4 separate regions of the Sus scrofa genome follow, and regions 2, 3 and 4 are each linked to region 1. The links are chromatin contacts, called in public Hi-C and HiChIP or PLAC-seq maps. All regions are on one chromosome and are shown on one strand. Each heading gives the region's core, a stretch centred on a gene start, on an enhancer-like site or on the middle of the called end of the contact. The rest is flanking DNA. Distances are from core to core; before and after follow the strand shown.

The links. A called contact is a pair of places that touch in the nucleus more often than the background predicts. HiChIP or PLAC-seq counts read pairs in DNA pulled down with a chosen protein or histone mark.
Region 2: an H3K27ac HiChIP or PLAC-seq map of alveolar macrophages shows a contact between it and region 1. The contact joins the promoter of CCR3 here to the promoter of CCR5 in region 1. A contact is called at or near these places in 1 of 5 promoter capture datasets (fetal liver) and 1 of 2 datasets of contacts at active chromatin or transcription factors (alveolar macrophages).
Region 3: a Hi-C map of embryonic fibroblasts shows a contact between it and region 1, with 2.1 times the contacts expected there. The contact joins the enhancer-like site here to the promoter of CCR5 in region 1. A contact is called at or near these places in 1 of 5 promoter capture datasets (fetal skeletal muscle), 3 of 47 Hi-C or Micro-C datasets (embryonic fibroblasts, fibroblasts and mesenteric adipose tissue) and 1 of 2 datasets of contacts at active chromatin or transcription factors (alveolar macrophages).
Region 4: an H3K27ac HiChIP or PLAC-seq map of alveolar macrophages shows a contact between it and region 1, with 7 times the contacts expected there. The contact joins the promoter of XCR1 here to the promoter of CCR5 in region 1. A contact is called at or near these places in 1 of 5 promoter capture datasets (skeletal muscle) and 1 of 2 datasets of contacts at active chromatin or transcription factors (alveolar macrophages).

The regions. Positions count from the first base shown.
Region 1 is chr13:29,381,828-29,385,168 of Sscrofa11.1, forward strand. CCR5 (chemokine (C-C motif) receptor 5) reads left to right here and starts at 1,509. Exons shown (of 2, transcript NM_001001618.1): 1 at 1,509-1,583; 2 at 3,112-3,341. The coding sequence starts at 3,123.
Region 2 is chr13:29,250,116-29,253,292 of Sscrofa11.1, forward strand. CCR3 (C-C motif chemokine receptor 3) reads left to right here and starts at 1,845. Exons shown (of 3, transcript NM_001001620.1): 1 at 1,845-2,066; 2 at 2,203-2,362.
Region 3 is chr13:29,189,428-29,192,513 of Sscrofa11.1, forward strand. It overlaps XCR1 (X-C motif chemokine receptor 1), which reads right to left. Exons shown (of 4, transcript NM_001001622.1): 2 at 594-732. Among named protein-coding and RNA genes, the nearest start is that of XCR1, 43 kb to the right of the region's middle. Within about 2 kb of position 1,399, at least 13 of the 83 cell types and tissues checked have an H3K27ac peak or open chromatin away from gene starts, as enhancers often do. A contact at or near this core is called in alveolar macrophages and embryonic fibroblasts, where this site is marked.
Region 4 is chr13:29,232,409-29,235,547 of Sscrofa11.1, forward strand. XCR1 (X-C motif chemokine receptor 1) reads right to left here and starts at 1,394. Exons shown (of 4, transcript NM_001001622.1): 1 at 1,152-1,394. It overlaps CCR1 (C-C motif chemokine receptor 1), which reads right to left and starts at 1,454. Exons shown (of 2, transcript NM_001001621.1): 1 at 1,152-1,454.

The DNA of each region.
Region 1 (3,341 bases), core at 259-2,758:
AGCTCCTGGCTTTTTCTGTGTGTTTCTGGCTTTCCCCAGCAGTCATGTCCCCCTCTTCTGTAAGCACCAGACATTAGCTTCTCCCTCTCAGCTTCCAGCTTGACGACACTAATCTGCTCCAGACAAGGACCCCAGGGAACCAATTTCATAAGAATTTTATATAATAAATCTAAGAAAGGACCAGTGAGTAACTAAGAATCTGTGTTTATCGAGTGTGTATTATATGCTAAATTCCAGGCAACAAACCCAGGTTGGAATCCTCCCAACAAACCCATGAGGTAACTATCAATGGTCACATCCCACAGATAAGAAAGCTGAGGGCAGCGCCGGGCTTGGAGCCCAGGCAATCTGACAGCAAGAGGCCACTTGCTCTATCCTGTGTTGGCAATATCCACAGGTCTGGGGTCCCCTCAGATCACAAGCCAGTGCTTCTTATTCTGTGGCAGAGGAAAGAGAAGCCCCCAGGGGGCGCTCTTGTGGCTCAGGGCTGGCTCTCTGCTAGGTTCTCAGTTCTGCAGTCAACAAACAGTCCCAAAGTTTTCAGATAAGTAACCAACCACGCCAAGAAAGCTTGGTATGACCGCATTTAGGACTGAAGAAGAATCCTGAACCGACCCTATTCATCTGCTGTTTGTTGCCTGTTTCATGTGGAAAAATTCTCACAGAAATTCCAGGTATCACAGCTGTGGCTGTAAAAAAAAAAAAAAAGAAAGAAATTCCAGAAAGACTGTACCCTTGGAGTGAGGAACTCTGCTGCCTATATCCCTGGGAGAGGACAGACACCCACAAATGCCTGCTGACCTGAAGGGCTGCAAAAATGGTGATTAGGAAGAGTGAAAATTCATAATGACATGCACCAGGATGCTTGATCCAGAGGAAGATGGGCCACATGATTAGCTCACAGGTGAGTTAAAACCCTGAAGCAACCAGTTATTTTAGTCTGCAGAGGAAAACAATACTGGGTGGTGAGTATATGCATGTGAGTTGTGGTAGCCAAGGGGGGATGGCAGGATGGCAGATAAAGGGGTGCACTGGATGAATGTGAGGTGTTCCCTTCACTTTAAAATTGGTTCTAACTGGCTCTCCTGGAAGACAAACAGTAAGGGAGTCAGCATCTCTCATCCCACTAGCCTCCCCCGATAAGCCCTGTGGTCTTATACACATCACCTGCCTCTTGGACAACAGTTCCTTTCAGTAAAACTAGGGCTCTTGACCAAATGGAAATGAATATTCATCTCACTCTAATATCTTTCCATTCTTTCTGTTTTCTAACTGACTGTGTCGCAGGATGAACTGAGAACCAAAAAGAAATTGTGTAATCAGGGAAACTCGTGAATAAACTTTCAGACCAGAGATTTTCTAGTCTATTTAAGGCTCTGCTTTTAAAAAAAAAAAAAAAAGGAGGGGGCTATTCTCTGATGGGTATTTTTGTGTGCTGCAACACACTTATTCGCTAAAACTCCGCCCCCCGTCTCAGAAGAAACTGTGCATTTCCTACTTTTATGCTGTCTATATGTTTGATTTGCACAGCTCAGCTGGTCAGAGGAGCTGAGACATCCGTTCCCCTTCAAGAATCTCTCCCGGTAAGTCACCTCTCAGCCACTCTGTCTATTACTTCGCTCGGTTTGTGTGATGAGTAAAGGCCTTTACAGGAAACCAGAGGAGACATTAGAGAAACACCAGGTGCCCATTGAACTATCTTAAAATGTAATCTTTAAGATAAGGAAAAAGTTAGAATTTAGAATGAGTTTCAGACTGTGATAACATCAAAAGATACAAAACATGATTATGAATGAAAGACTTTATAGGGAACAATGCTACCTAAAAACAAAAACAAAAACCCTCATTTTTCAGAAGAAAGATTTTCAGGGAGAGGATGATTCCCGGCCAAAACCTTGGGAAATTGTCTCCTGGTAAGAATGGTGAAGAGAACTAAAACCTCCTTCAGGGGATGCCCTCTGAACGTGTGCCCAAGATGATCTAAGTCTCATTCTTTCTTTCTTTTTTTTTTTTTTTTTGCCAAGAAGGAAGCCTGAAAATTGCCAAATTAGTATCAAATTACAAATATCAAATCAAGTTTTTCAGCACATTTCATGAGTGATTCTCTTTCTGGCTCAGAATTTGAATGTGAGATTTTTCCATGTGCTTCTCTCAGCCACCTAGTCTGAGGGACCGGGATCTCAGGACTCACCAGGATTAATCACAGAGAGTTCTCAGGCAAGCAGTGGAACTTCAAACAGACCAAGCCAATCAGTGGGTTGCGAAGGGACTGAGCTATCTATCCCAGGATGCAGGATGGGAGATGGAACGTTGGCCACTTGGCCGTTTCTGGGGTGTGTTTGGGAGCTCTCAATCATAGAAGAAACTTCAGAGAAACTGAGAATGGCAGCCTGGACTTTACAGCTAGCTGCTGGCTCCTATGACCGTCTCGAAGTCTTGGGCATCTGCCTGTTTCATTCTGACTACATCGAGGCGCCAGACTGATGGTCCCGCTTTTAGTTCTCTCACCAAGGAGTGAAAGACAGGGGACCACAGCGATGAAGAGTGCAGGCTGCCTGAGTTCAAAACCAGGTGTGGCCTCGCTATGTGTTTTTGCGGGGGCTACTCATCCTCTCTGTGCTCTGAGGGCCTTATTTGCAAAACAGGACAATAACATGACCTGCTTCGCTGGGTCACCTTGGGGATTCACTGAGTGAGTGGAAGTGAAGCTCAGAAAAGTGCTCGGCATGCAGAGTGCCCCGGGAACTGTTCATTCTTTCCAACACACGTGTGATAGTGCTCTGTGAAAGCCTACTCCAGGGAACGGCAACTTCAGAACAGACTGTAAAACAGTGTCAGATCCTGGACATTGTCATCACAGCTTCATTCACTCACGTGGTTGTGTAACAACCGATTTCATCTGCTGAGGTGACGTTCTCCACCCAGTGAGCAGAGAAGCTGGTGAGAAACCATCCCTTACTGTAAAAGTTCACTGTGTGACCCAAAAAGGGAACTTAGTAGAAATACATGTGTCAATTTTTAAAACCTTAGTTGTGTATGAGATGGTTTGCATTCGTGGTGGATCACTAAATACATTCTAGGACTTTGTAAATGGTCTCTTCTTTATTATAGGGTCTGGCAAAATGGATTATCAAACGACGAGTCCCTTCTATGACATTGATTATGGGATGTCAGAGCCCTGCCAAAAAACCAATGTGAGACAAATTGCAGCCCGGCTCCTGCCCCCACTCTACTCGTTGGTGTTCATCTTCGGGTTTGTGGGCAACTTGCTGGTTGTCCTCATCCTGATCAACTGCAAAAAGCTGAAGAGCATGACTGACATCTACCTGCTCAACCTGGCC
Region 2 (3,177 bases), core at 595-3,094, 130 kb before region 1:
GAAATAAAAACAAAAATAAACAAATGGGACCTAATTAAACTTAAACTTAAACTTTTAATTAAACTTAAAAGCTTTTGCACAGCAAAGGAAACCATAAACAAAAAGAAAACACACAGACTAAGAGAAAATTTGCAAATGATGTGATTGACAACAGATTGATTTCTAAAATATACAAACAGTTCATACAATTCAATACCAAAAAAAAAAAAAAGAAAGATAGAAAAAAAAGAAAAAAAAAAAACCAATCAGGTCAAAATATGAGCAGAAGACTGAAATAAACATTTCTCCAAAGAAGACATACAGATGGCCAACAGGCACATAAAAAGTTGCTCAATATCGCTGATTATTAGAAAATTGAAATCAAAACCACAATGAGGTATCATCCCACTCTGGTCAGAATGGCCATCATCAAAGTGTATACAAACAATAAATGCTGGAGAAGGGTGTGGGGAAAAGGAACCCTCCTACACTATTGGTGGGAACGTAAATTAGCATAGGCACTCTGGAAAACAATATGGAGGTTCCTCAAAGAACTAAAAATAGGGAGTTCCCATTGTGGTTCAGTGGTAATGAACCCGACTAGTATCCATGAGGGCAATGGTTCCATCCCTGGCCTCCCCCAGTGGGTTAAGGATCCAGAGCTGCTGTGAGCTATGGTGTTGGTTGCAGAAGTGGCTCAGATCCCATGTTGCTGTGGCTATGGTGTAGTTCCAATTTGACCCCTAGCCTGGGAACTGCCATGTGCCACAGGTGCACTCCCAAAAAGACAAGACGAACAAACAAAAGTCTTAAAAGTAGAATTACATATGATCCAGCAATCCCACTCCAGGGCATATATCTAGAGAAAACTATAACTCAAAAATATACGTGCATCCCCATGTTTACTGGAGCACTATTTATAAGAGTCAAGACATGGAAGTCACCTGAATGTCCACCGACAGATGAATGGATAAAGAAGATGTGGTATAAGGAGTTCCCTTTGTGGCTCAGTGGTAACAAATCTGAGGAGTATCCATGAGGACACAGGTTCAATCCCTGCCCTCACTTGGGGGTTAAGGATCCAGTTTTGCCGTGATCTGTGGTGTAGCCCGCAGACTTGGCTCCAATCTGGTGTTGCTGTGGTGTAGCCTGGCAGCTGCAGCTCTGATTCAAGCCCTAGCCTGGTAAGTTCCATATGCCATGGGTGTGGCCCTAAAAAGACCAAAAAAAAAAAAAAAGAGAGAAGATGTGGTATATATACACAATGGAATATTATATATTTGTACATATAACTGAATCACCATGCTGTACACCTGAAATGAACATGACACCGTGAATCAATTATTTGATTAAAAAAAAATAAAAAAGAGTTCCCGTTGTGGCTCAGTCAGTGGGTTAAGAACCCGACTAGAATCGGGTTCTTAATCAATGCAGGTTTGATCCCTGGCCTCACTCAGTGGGTTAAGGATCCAGCGTTGCCATGAGCTATGGTGTAGGTTGAAGACTCGGCTTGGATACGGCATTGCTGTGGCTGTGGCGTAGGCTGGCAGCTGCAGTGCCGCTTGGACCCCTAGCCCAGGAACTTCGATATGCCACAGGTGTAGACATAAAAGGAAAAAGAAAAATAAAGAAAAGAAATGCAGACTCTCAGGCCCCATAGCAGGCCCACTGAAAGAGAATCTGAATTTTTACCAGCTCCCCCAGGGATTTGTTTGCACATCACATTATGAGACACCCTGGTCTAGAAGATCACAGTCCTGTGACATAGCAATCTGGGTTCAAGAGATGCCCAGAGGAAGGTGGGTGGGGCCCCAAGTGTTGTGCAGCGATATTGACAGTTAATCTGACACTAGAGACATGAGTTGAGTCTGTCAGGACCAGGGGCAGGAAATGGGTGTATAAACAGCCTTATGCACCCCAGCCCCTTTCAGCATACATTGGTTGACTCGTTACTGGACGGAGGGTGCACACTCACTGTGCTGCCCAGATAAACGGTGGCCTCTGAGACCCACGCTGAAGCTTAGTAGGGGTGCCTTGGGTCCTGCAGTCAGACCTCTGACCTCACATCTGGTTCCCACACTGAGTTGGTAAGTCCAAGGAGGAAGTCACACCTACCTGTTGCTGGTGGGAGTGGAATTGGTCCCCCTCTGTGGAGGGTGGTCATTTTACCCCATACTTCAGAATTCTAAATGGGTGCCACTTCAGTGCCAATTCTACTTCTAGGGATTATCCTACTCATCTGGCAGAAGACACAAGTTACAAGCATGTTCCTTATGCTATGGGGACTGGTCAAGGGAATACTGTGCCAACTTCTGCATTGGTACAAAGCCCCTCAGGCTGGAGTGAATGGGCAAAGTCAGTGTTCAAGAGCAGGATTCTACAGGCAGGTAAACTGGAGAGGCACGGGTTGTGAAGGTGCCTTGTCTCTGGAAGGAGGTGCAATGGACATCTAGTATTTGTGGTGTCTGGTGAGAGAACTGGGTGCCTGGGGGAGAGAGAGTCCAATTCTTCACTCTATGTTATTTTTCATCATTTGTCTTTTGTAACAAGGGCAATTATTTTTTTTTAGGATTATTATTATTTTTTTTAATTTATGTCTTTATTTCCCCAATACATCATTATTTTTTTTTTCCTACTGTACAGCATGGCGACCTAGTTACACATCCAGGTATACATTCTTTTTTTTTTTTTTTTTTTTTTTGCTATTTCGTGGGCCGCTCTCACAGCATATGGAGGTTCCCAGGCTAGGGGTTGAATCAGAGCTGTAGCCACTGGCCTACGCCAGAGCCACAGCAACGCAGGATCTGAGCCACGTCTGCGACCTACACCACAGCTCACGGCAACGCCGGATCGTTAACCCACTGAGCAAGGGCAGGGACCGAACCCGCAACCTCATGTTTCCTAGTCGGATTCGTTAACCACTGCGCCACGACGGGAACTCCAACAAGGGCAATTATTATGTGCCTAGCAGTTCTCAAGGTAAGGTCCAAGGAGTCCTGGGGGTCCCCAAAAATCCATCCAAGGGGTCCCCATTGTCTTCCTTCATCCAACTATGCATCTGTGTGAGGCTGGTTTTCCTTCACAGATTTCAATCAAACCAACACATCACAGCACACTGGATACAGATGCAGCTGTGGGGATCCAGCCACTTTTCTCACTAAAATATTTTTGTTTTGGAAAATATAATTGTTTTATGAA
Region 3 (3,086 bases), core at 149-2,648, 190 kb before region 1:
TTCAGAGTACAGGTCTTTTTGTCTCTTTAGGTAGGTTTATTCCTAGTATTTTATTATTTTTGATGTGATGGTAAATGGGATTGTTTCCCTAATTTCTATTTCTGATCTTTCATTGTTAGTATATAGAAATGCAATCAATTTTCTGTGTATTAATTTTGTATCCTTTGTATTAAAAACAACAGAAACATCTTCTTTGAAGGGTTGTTGTGGGCTTAGGTACTCAACCTTGTGCATGATGAAATCCTCAATTTTTCATGCAGGTAGATGTGTGGACTTCACAGATTTGTACACAAGTGCCTCTCGAACTTCAATGCCCAAATATGTCACCTGTAGATTTTGGTAAAAGGCCATTCTTGACTCAGCAGGTCTAGCTTGGGGCCTATGATTCTGCAAATCTAAAAGCTTCCCAGGGATGCTGCTGCTGCTCTGGGGGCCACATGTCTTATGGCAAGATTGTAGACTCTCTACTAAGAACTTATGGATATTCCTTAGTTATTGCCCCTCACTGTTCTAAACTTGACCGCACAATTTCAGACACTGTAATTAAGAAAAGCAAATGAGGAGTTCCTGTCATGGCTCAGCAGTTAACAAACCTGACTAGCATCCATGAGGACATGGGTTCAGTCCCTGGCTTCACTCAGTGGGTTATGGATCCAGCATTCCTGTGAGCTGTTCTCAGACATGGCTTGGATTCCACATTGCTGTGAACTTCCATATGCTGTGGGTGCGGCCCTAAAAAAAGACAAAAAAAAAAAAAAAAAAAGCAAATGGATTGCCATTTGTTATCTGACCTCACCACAAGGTTTCTGTTCTCTGTTTCTGTTTTGTTGCTATTGTTGTTAATAACCTACTACCCGTAGATCTTCCTTTTGGATAGAATGCCCATATCCTAGTCAAGACATGGAGAGATATTGTGTAACCATACAGGCATTGGGATGTATACCCTTCTGGTTTCCTGGTGGTGCACAATTTCCCCATGCTTAATGACACCTCTGGGTTTGATGTAGCAGTTTTTGCTGTGGTTATCTCTTTCCACACACTTCCTCTTTTCTTGCAAAATAGAGATGACTTACTCCTTTCTTGCAGGCCACAGGCCAAATGAACAAAGGTTTCTTTGAGGGCTTGGGCAGGGCCAGGGGCACATCCATGGCTCTCAGTGGGTGAGGTCTTTTTTTCTTTGTGACCCCCCAGGGTTAATCTACGTGGGCTTTCTCTTATGTTGGAATGAACAATTGCAATTCTTTTAGAGAAACGTGAGGTTTGAAGCACCTCACAAATTCAGATTTCAAGTGGAAGTCTTGTTCAGCCCCTCAACAAGGATGGAAAATAGAACCCAGACATTTTTGTGGTCAAGATTGCCTGGATCACATGATTTCAATGGTAATGCTCACAGCAGCTAGAAACTCAGAGACTCATAGCTGTGGGAGCTGAAAAGAGCCTCAGAATTCTAAAGCTAACTCCTCTATGTTTCAGAGGTGGAAATCAAAGTCCAGAGAGGTTAAGTAACTTTCCCAAGGTCACACAGCTAGCCTGGCTGTCATGGTTATTGTAGGATCATCCCACAAATATTCCAGATGAGAAGTTCCTGCTGTGGGGCAGAAGGTGAGGGATCCCACATTGCTGCAGCTGGGGCATATGTTGCAGCTCTGGCTCAGGTTTGTATCCTGGCTCCAGAACTTCCATGTGCCAGGAAAAACAAACAAACAAATGTTCCAGATGAATTTGTTTGCTTAGTCATTCTCATTTCCTACAACTTCTAACCACCATGTGATAAACATAATGTGTTAATCATTTCTCTGTCTTCCTTATGACTTTTCCATTATGGAAACAACAAAAACTGTTACAATATAATTAGAAAACAGAGGGGAAAATCACCTATGCAATCTTTTTTTGACTCAAGATACACATTACTTTAAAATCTTTTAATGTTTTTTCTTACTTTGTTTTTTAATCAGTAAAATATAGGTGTCTGGAAATAAAAATTCAAATAGTAGAGAAGGCAATAAAAAGTAAATCTTCTTCCTCAATCTTTTCCTAGTTTTCCTTCTAGAAAAGGTATCTTTAGAAGGATTTGATTTTCTTGTTTGATTTTGATTGTTTCTGTTTCTTCTGGTATTTGCCTTGATTGATATTGCTCTATAACCTCCTACACCTATGTCTTCATGTATCAGGTTGAAGCACTATTTATAGACTTTCCATTGTGACCAAAGAGTAGCTTATTCAATTAATGACCTCCTTCTCCCACCTCCAAATCATTGATAAGTATTTTTATTTCCTTTGATGGTTAACTTTATGATTTTACATCATGTTCAATCTCTATTGAAGCAAATTAATCATTTAGCTAGTGATTCGTGATTCTCCACTATGTAAGTTAGGAAAGTAATGTTCCTCTTCTCTCCTATTTCCCACCTTCTCTCAGCTATATCACCTCTTTAACATTGTCAAGGTTTATAATATATGCATTCTGTTTAGTAAGTTATCTCTCCATGTTTTGTCAGTAAGTTAATTCTGATTATTAAAAACCAGTGGACTAACAGTATTTAAAGTACAAAAATGATGTAAATATTATTTCCTGCAGAAGCAGGTATTATGTTGGGATCTGCAGTGAGGAATGTTCCAATGTCAAGGTCAAGTGGGTCTTTTTTTGGACTTCGTCAAGTACAGAAAACCATGACAATTTTTGGTTGGTTTTATATCTGGCCCATGAGGTTATCTATCCACCTGTCTCCCTCTCCCTACCTTTCTCTATCTCTGTATATTTATTTTTTACAATGTACAGTTTCTGAAATTTTTAGTTGATTGACAATATAAATATATGCCTTCTTTATAATATCATAATATCATATCTTCCAGATTTTAAATTACATCATTCAATAAGTCCTCCAAAATGTATTGACTTTTGGCTAGGTCAACTGCTAGGTCACCTGTACTGGAGTTTCTTTTGATTGCATTTCCAGACCGATTTCATTGTTTTTAGTTCTCATATCTTTCTCTTTTTTGAGGAGTACATTGTCAAGTAATTTTATTTCCAGGATGAATGGGAGTCTGAGAGCCTACATGCCTGAATGAGCCTTTATTTCTCTTCC
Region 4 (3,139 bases), core at 144-2,643, 150 kb before region 1:
GGGCCAGCATCTTTTTGTCTGGGAGTTGGTGAAGTCTCTCTGTGAAAAGAGAAAGGACAGTCTGGGATGGTAGAAGACATCCAGCCTGGCAGTGTGCAGGAGCTGGCTGGCTTATACTAACTCATAAGATACACAATAGCATGTATCTCTCTACCAGCTCTGCATTCAATGTGCATTGGTAGCATGAATTCAACCAACAGGAATATTTGCACATGGAAATTGGCAAACACCAGAAGTTAAGGCACTTTACTTCAGGAGAGTCAGCTGTTAAACATTTATAGCAGCCCAATGCCCCGAAGTCTGAACAGCCTAGAGTTGTCCTGCCAGAATGGGGACTAAAGGGTCAGTGAGTGGATGCAAACTGGGAATTTCTAGTTCTGAAAGTCTGGGACCCCCTAGATTTTATGGAGGGAAGGTTGAAGTAGATACCTCCAAGTACCCCCATTGGCCCTGCATCTTCAGAACAAAATTTTGACCTGCCTCTTTTAAAACAGAATGAATGCATCTTAAGAAGTCACCTGACCAGCTCCCTGCCTTATGGTGGGTGAAATTCTACCTGCTCCAAAGATAGCCCACAGTCCTAATTTTGAGGATCCTTGGTTCTAGTCTTCTTAAGAAGTTGACTCAGTATCAATTCATCCCTGCATCTGCAATGTTTTTCCTAATTAATATTTCCTTCTTGCTACAATTTCTGCTTACACCATGTTTGGGTTTGTTTACATGGGGGAAATTTGGCAAGCAATTTCCTCTTGACTAGCTTTCTACAGAAAGTGCCTCCTGTTCCTTAACACTGGGCTGACTTTCTTAATCAGCCAGCAACAACCGATCGTTCAAGAAAGCATTCTGTTTTTAGTAAAAAACAAGCAACCAAAATCCTCCAAAAGCCAACAAAACCTACCCTATTTCACTGCTGAGCACCCAGTCTTATAAACGCACCCATCTTCATTATTACTATACAATGCATTGCCTCACAGAGGCATCGGGGGTTACTTAGACATTTGACTGGCCCTTGAAAAATTCCCCACCTTTGAGGAGACAGACAGGTAAACAAGTCATGATCTGCAATGGGAGGACTACGGTTCAACCTGGCTGCATGCAAACAAAGTGCCCTCAACAGTAACTGACAAGGCAGGAAGACAAGTGCCACTTACTTTGATTTTGAGGGACTGTGTCCACGAAGTCTTTGTTTCTGGAGCTTTTAGAGTCTCTGTGAACTCAAGGTTCAAGGTCCTGATTGAGTCAGAGGTTCTTAGCTTCCTGTACGATAATAAAGATAGACGCCAGGTCTCAGTCTTTGAGAACAACAAGAAGGGGACGTTCTTCTTTGTACTGTTGGATGTCCAAGAATGGCCACGGCACCCACCAGTGGTCAGTTCCTGAAGGCCAAGTTCACTCTGAGATTTTTTTCTGCTCACTCAGCTGCACTTCTCCCTGGGGAGCTCTGCCTTAAGGGGATTGGGCGGTGGGGTTGGGTGGAGTTGAGCAGGGCTAGGTGGGTGGTGATGAGATTTTCCCAGAACTTGTGAAGCAATTGCAGGGTGGGAGTGTGTGTGCCGTGGGGGCAGGGCACACAGCTTTTGCCCTCAATGAGTAGTCTTTTTTTTTTTTTTTTTTTTTTTTAAGATTGCAAATAGAAGGATTTAAACAGGAACTTTGGGTCCTGTTCCTCAAAATGATCTCGTGCATACAGCCCCAGAGAGGCAAGAGACCACTTCTCTTTGGCACCCTCTACTTGCCTGTGCCAGTGACTGCTCACCGTCCCTCTCTCAGCTCCCTGGTCTCTGCCACACAAACCCCACAGAGTGGGGTTATCTCAAGAAGCCTCTGGCCTGGAGGGAACACAGGTCTGTTGCTTGGGTTTCAGCTGTCGCTTTCAATGCTGCACTCTTGCTGTTATGCAGCAGTCCAACCCGGGCCACATTCAAATTCCAGCTTTCTGCTTGAGACATGGGTGGATCTCTAAGTCTTTTTAAGTCTTGGATCCCACTAAAACACACTAAAAAATCACACTAAATACTTACACTCCAAGAACTCATAAGGTCAGCCTGTATGGGAAAGTGTCACAGACTTCCTGGTACCAGGAAAAATGTGGGCTGGAGGAGGCTTCTTACGATTTGCGCCACAGCTATCAACACCCGCTCTGCGGCTGTACTCACATCCCTCTGCGTTTCCATTTCCTTTTCTATAAAATGGGGGCTCTGGAAACTTCCCCACAGGACTGCTGCCAAGCACCTCTTTCAGAAATCACAAATGCAAATGTGTTTTGAAAATGTCACTCATACCTCCAAGGTTCAGCTCCTCATCTGTAAAATGACAGCTGTACACAGGTGCCATGTGCCAGTCAGGGGAACACTCCATCAGTCTTCCGGGGCTGGGTTTCCCTCGTTAGCAACCCATCCATGAGAGATGGTGGAGCAGGAGGAAGAAGGTAACTAGATGAACAGACAGCTCTGGATGCGCCTGGAACTTGCCACCTGGTGCAGAAAGCAGGGCCTGAGGGGAGCAACAGGGACCAGCCTCGCAAACCAGCCAGGCCTGTACTCAGATCTCAGGTCTACCTTTTACTGACTTTAGGTGTGTTATTTATTTACTCTCTTGAGTTTGAACGTCTCTTTCCTCTTCTGTGAAATGAGGCTAATAATACCACTTTATAGGAAGATTAAAGGAAGAGATACACCCCCCACACACACAACCACATCCATCTGAATGAATGATTTGGCATGCTGCTTGAGACATTAAAAATATCTGTCTTATACAGATGGCCACAACGGTCACATTAAAAGATTATTATTATTAATTATTAGAGAAATGCAAACCAAAACTAGGTACCTCGCACTGGTCAGAATGGCCATCATTAAAAAAAAAAAAATCTACAAATAACAAATGCCAGAGAGAGTACTGAGAAAAGGGAACCCTCCTACACTGCTGGTGGAAATGTAAATTGGTGCCATAGTGGAGAACAGTATGGAGGTTCCTCAGAAAACTAAGGATGGAGTTACCATAGGATCCAGCAATCCCACTCTTGGGCATGTATGCAGACAAAACTATACTTTGAAATGATGTCCCTATTCACAGCAGCACTATTCACAACAGCCAAGAGATGGAAACAACCTAATGTCCACCGACTGATGAATGGATA